Regions from separate parts of the Sus scrofa genome. Here region 1 is linked to region 2. A link is a contact called in public HiChIP or PLAC-seq data. All regions are on one chromosome and are shown on one strand. The core of a region is the stretch at or near the end of the contact, and the rest is flanking DNA. Distances in the headings are between cores, read along the strand shown. Region 1 holds the start of CLCC1 (chloride channel CLIC-like protein 1). Region 2 holds the start of WDR47 (WD repeat-containing protein 47).

The links. HiChIP or PLAC-seq counts read pairs in DNA pulled down with a chosen protein or histone mark.
Region 1: a contact with region 2 is called in an H3K27ac HiChIP or PLAC-seq map of alveolar macrophages. The contact joins the promoter of CLCC1 here to the promoter of WDR47 in region 2. A contact is called at or near these places in 1 of 47 Hi-C or Micro-C datasets (heart right ventricle) and 1 of 2 datasets of contacts at active chromatin or transcription factors (alveolar macrophages).

Annotation. Positions count from the first base shown.
Region 1 is chr4:111,079,379-111,082,078 of Sscrofa11.1, reverse strand. CLCC1 (chloride channel CLIC-like protein 1) reads right to left here and starts at 1,431. Exons shown (of 11, transcript XM_005663605.3): 1 at 1,277-1,431.
Region 2 is chr4:111,005,079-111,007,778 of Sscrofa11.1, reverse strand. It overlaps WDR47 (WD repeat-containing protein 47), which reads right to left and starts at 1,441. Exons shown (of 15, transcript XM_005663599.3): 1 at 646-1,441.

The sequences.
Region 1 (2,700 bases), core at 182-2,681, 74 kb before region 2:
TGGTATTTGATTACTTTGTGCCAAATGCTGTTACATGCATTCATTTAATCCAAGAACTCTTGGAAGCAGTACTCTTGCTATCTTCACTTTACAGATTAGAAAAAGAAGTAATTTGCCCAAAGTCAATCAGCTAGCAGGTGGTCAAACCCGGACTGGCGCTACCTAAACTGCCTTTCCAGGGCAAGAGGCCCTGAGGGGCTATTCTTTTTTTTTTTTTGTTTTGTCTTTTTAGGGCCGCACTGGCGGCATATGGAGGTTCCTAGGCTAGGGGTCCAGTTGGGGCTACAGCTGCCAGAGCCACAGCAACGCCAGACCCGAGCCGCGTCTGTGACCTACACCACAGCTCACAGCAACGCCGGATCCTTAACCCACCCAGCGAGGTCAGGGATCGAACCCGCAACCTCATGGTTCCTAGTCGGATTCGTTAACCACTGCGCCACGACGGGAACTCCTGAGGGGCTATTCTGAGAGGATGGAGAGGGGGAACTACGGGAGCCCCACTTGCAAAGCGGGAAACACCAAGAGTGAGTTAACAGCAGCTCCTAGGCTTGACCGCTATCAACAAAGAGATCTCCGAGGAGGCTGCTGGCCACTGAGTGGAAATCAGCACAAATGAGAAGTATCTGGTTTCAATGAACGTACACGTGAAACGAGAAAAACAAGACTAATTTGGAGAATAGAGTCAACTTTTGCCTGAACCCAGAAACACGGCATAAGTCAGCAGTTTGCAATTTTGTTCGCGTCCCTTTGTCTAGTTTCCTGGAGCAAACTTAAGAACGTGCGTTTCTAACGGTTCCTAGATGACGATGACGACGGTCAAGCTAGTCTGGGGACCGCACCTCCATAACCACGAGCGCAGAGAAAATCGTCCTTGTTTTTCACCGCCCACTCATAAATATTCATCTCTAACTTTTAACATCCAAATTAAGTTTTTAAAACTTAGGTACAACCAAACCCAAGCCATTCTACTGACGCTATTTGTTCAAACTGTGCTTAAAGTTTTCAGAGATAACTGAAGCCAACAAAATTCAACGTTCGCCCGCGTCTCGCTTTGCGCTCCTTGCCCCTTTCCCTAGGCCTCTCTTTGAACCGCTAAAGATAAGACCTCTGACTGGCCGGGGAGATAAGACCGGGCGCTCGGCCATCCCCGTCGACGCCGTGCTCAGAGGTCTCCCGCAGGCCGGGGCAACACCCTCGGCCTCCCCTGCGCCGCCGCCCGCGAGACCCGCCGGGGCCGAACTCCAACCTGCCCGCCGCTCAAACACACCCGACTCACGTCCCAGGTCGCCTGCCTGCCTCTCCAAGGAGACAGACACGTGCCCACGTCGCAAAAGGCAGCGAGCAGACCCCAACAGAGCAGAGCTCTTCTGCGGGCACCGGGCCTCTAGCGCGTCCTCATCGACTCGCTCGGCCGGCAGCTGTGTGTCCCTCCCGGGCGCGCGGCTGATTGGCCCGCCGAGGGGGGCGGGGCCGGCTGGCTTGTTTTCTGTATCCTCATCAGCTGAACTCTGCAGGTGAAATCTTACAGGGAAGACAAACACATAAAAGGAGTACGAAACGTATTTTCTTAGTATCAGTTTATTTTATAAGTTTTCGAATGTGTAACATTTGCAAAAAAAAAAAGCCCAGAAATCTATTTGGAGTATTTTTTGGAGAATTTTTTAAATGGGGTTGAGTGATAATGGTATCCTATAGTATTGAGTACTGGGGGGGGGGGCGGAGGAGTGCACACTGCGTGGTCGTTGGAAGTAGTAAGTTTCCTTTTGATTTTTATCTTTACGTACTGGCCTTGCAAGCTTAGAAAATTCTCCAAAGAGGAAATGAGTTTTACACACTAGGAGAAAATAAAAGGTGTACGCAAAAGTTACTGGAATCAAATTTAAAAGTATATAAAGCAGTGCACTTGAGTGTGCATGTTGCTTATTACAGTTTTTAAAAATTAAAATACAAGGAGTTCCCGTCGTGGCCCAGCGGAAACGAATCCGACAAGGAACCATGAGGTTGCAGGTTCAGTCCCTGGCCTCGCTCAGTGAGTTAAGGATCCGACGTTTTAGTGAGTTGTGGTGTAGGTCGCAGACGCGGCTCGGATCCTGCGTTGTTGTGGCTGTGGCTGTGGCTGCCATCTGTAGCTCCGATTAGACCCCTAGCCTGGGAACCTCCCTATGCCGTGAGTGCGGCCCTAAAAAGCAAAAAAAAAAAAAAAAAAAGAAAAGAAAAAAGAAAATACACCTGACATAAAATTTACCATCTTACCATTTTCAGTGTAGAGTTCATTAAGTATATTAATATCGTTGTGCAATCATCACCACTATGCATCTCCATGAATCTTTTCATCCTGCAAAACTGAAACTCTATGTACCTTAAATAATTCATCATTTCCTTTCTGCCCCCAGCCACTGGCAACGGCCATAGACGCTTTGTATCTCTATGAATTTGTCTACTCTAGGTAACTCATGTAAGTGGAATCATACAAAATTGGTCTTTTTTGTGACTGACATTTCATTTAGCATAACATCCTTAAGGATCATCCATGTTGTAACACATATCAAAATTTCCTTCCTTTTTAAAGGCTGAATGATGCTCCATTGTATTATACACCACGGTTTATCAGTTTGTCTGTTGGACTCCAGTTGCTTGTACCTTTTGGCTATTATAAGGCTGCTGTGAACATCAGTGTACAAATACTCTTTGAGACCCTGA
Region 2 (2,700 bases), core at 192-2,691:
GGTTCCAAAGCCGGGCGCTGCCCCTCTTCCCGACCCCGCCCAGACCCCCAAAAGCCTGCTGCCACTTGACCACTGACGTCAGAAAGGCCAAACCCGGGCCCCGCCGGGTTGCCCCAGCCCGCAGCGCGCTCCTGGCCCCCCAGCCAAGGCGTGCCCAGAAAGGGACGCGAGCGCGCTGTCGCTCGTCGCCCGGGCTCGGCAGAGGGGCCGGGAAGAAAAAAATCAGCGCAGTCAGCCGCCTCCCGCCCCGCAGCAGGAGCAGCAGCAGCGGCGGTGGCGGCGGCGAGGTGGGGACCAACCCTGCGCTGGTTTACTGCTCAGGGGGAGACGGTCCCAGGGCGAGGGCGTCGTTCGGCCCCCAGAGCCGAGCTGACATCGAGGGGAAGGTGTGGTCCAGGAGCCCCGGCTTCCACTCGGGGCCCGACAGCGCCTAGGTCCCCATCCGTCGGTGCCCGGGCCTCAGCCAGGACCCCCGTCCCCACCCAGTCAGCACCCCAGCCTATCCAAGACCCTTCTACGGGGGCTGCCAATGCCGCCCCTTGGGTCGCAGCGCTGTCAGGTGGTGACAGGTAGCGACGGGTGACCATGGCAACCCGAGGTGTGCTGCGCGGCCCGACCCCGTCTCGGCCTCCCGGAGTAGCTCACCTGAGGGCTCCGGGACAAGCCCGGAGAAGTGGCGGAGGAGAAAGCGGCGAGGAGTCCAGAGGACGGGGCCCCGAAGCGGCCGGCTCTGGGCTAGAGAGAGAGCGCGAGGGCGGCGGTCTGGGCTCCGCGTCAGTCCTGCCTCCTGCCACCCGCGCGTCAATCCATCAGCTCGTCAGTGCGTCCTTCCTCCCGTCTGCCCCTCCCGGCCCCGCGACCGCTCAGCTCAGCCTCTAGCCGACTGCGGTTGTCAAGCGGCGCCGGAGCCCAGCACCAGCCCCGAGCCTCAGCCAATCGCCGCGCTTCCCCGAGGCGCCTCAGGACCCCGCCGAGCGAGGCGGCCAGGCAGGTGCCTGCGCCGAAGGGAGAGTCGGCTGCTCGGGGCCAAGCCCGGGGCGGGGTGGAGACCCGCCTAGCGGACCGGCTTCCAGCTAGCGCTCCAAGGAGAAGCTGGACTCGGAGAAAAGCCGGCACGGCGATTGCGTGAGAGACCTGTCGTTCGGTCGCAGATCCCTGCGCCCCGCGTCCCGAAATAGACTGGAAAGGATTGTAACCTCCGAAATGAGAGTCGTCTGCGCGTTGGAATTGACTCGAGACTCCTCCCTGATGCTCTATGAATAAAGGATATTAAAGTAAACCTCGCCGCCTTCTCCTCTCTCTGCTTTTCCAGGCCCCACTTCCTCCCTGAAAACTCCAGCAGTTTGATGGCTCCATTCTTGATTTCTCATTTTGTATGCCGATCTGCCTTGAAGCTTTTTTTGTTTGTGTTGTTATTTAACATGTTTACTGCTTTTCACTACCCGTTATGGTTGTAAGCCCTTCGGCAGCAAACCTCACTACTTCCAATCCTATCGGTGCAGTAGTATTCCACAAATATACGTATGATGTTCAACACAGATAAATTAAGCATTCAAGGATATAATCATGTAGAACTAAGGAAAGAACACAGGACCCAAACCTCTAAGAACACTGTCCTCACAAAGGCTAAAAGCAAAGAATGAGCTGGGCTTCCCAAAGAGAAGGGACTGGGTAAAGGAGTCTGGTAATAAACATCAAAAACATTTCTGGAAAGGAAAAATTTGGCCCAGTTCAAGATTAAAAAAAAAAAGTGATACATTAAGGAAAGGGTTCTAAAAAATATTTACAAATCAATCGAAATCAATTTCACCGCAAAACTTCAATTGCCTGGTCCTGATTAACTCCTGGAAGAAAGTCTTCATTAAGAAGAAGTGATATGGGACAGAAAAATAAATGTAAATACATGTTACCCAAGGTCTTGGTTTTTTTTGTTTTGTTTTGTTTTTTTGTTTGTTTGTTTTTGTCTTTTTGCTATTTCTTTGGGCTGCTCCTGCGGCATATGGAGGTTCCCAGGCTAGGGGTCGAATCAGAGCTGTAGCCACCGGCCTACGCCAGAGCCACAGCAACGCAGGATCCGAGCCGCGTCTGTGACCTGCACCACAGCTCACGGCAACCCGGATCCTTAACCCACTGAGCAAGGGCAGGGACCGAACCCGCAACCTCATGGTTCCTAGTTGGATTCGTTAACCACTGCGCCACGACGGGAACTCCCCAAGGTCTTGATATTAAAAACAACAGCAACAACAACAGAAACTTTACGGAATGTATGAAAAGAAAACGTGGGCAGATATCATATACCCTAGAAATAAATAGTCTTATCAATTATTTTACCAGTATAGTTTACCTGAGAACCTGCTTCTCAGTCTTGATTTTCAAACAATTGCTGCTGCAAAAACCAGCACCATTTAAATAAATCTTCAGTTTAAATCTTCAATTGAGTGGAGAAAGAGTTACTCATCAGGGACAAGCTGAAAAATACCTGACCACCTATTGGGGCAAAGTGCTATGGAAAAGGAAGAACCCGACCTTCTGGTACTAGATTTGTTTTGGTATTAAGTAGAAAATGAAGTGCTTGGCCTATGTTCTCATTTAAGCCTTACGATCTCCCTTAAAATGCCTGTTAATTATTACCATCTTAGAGATTAAGGGAAATAATTCACCTAAGACCAAACAGCTGATAGGCAGCAGAGCCAAGATTTC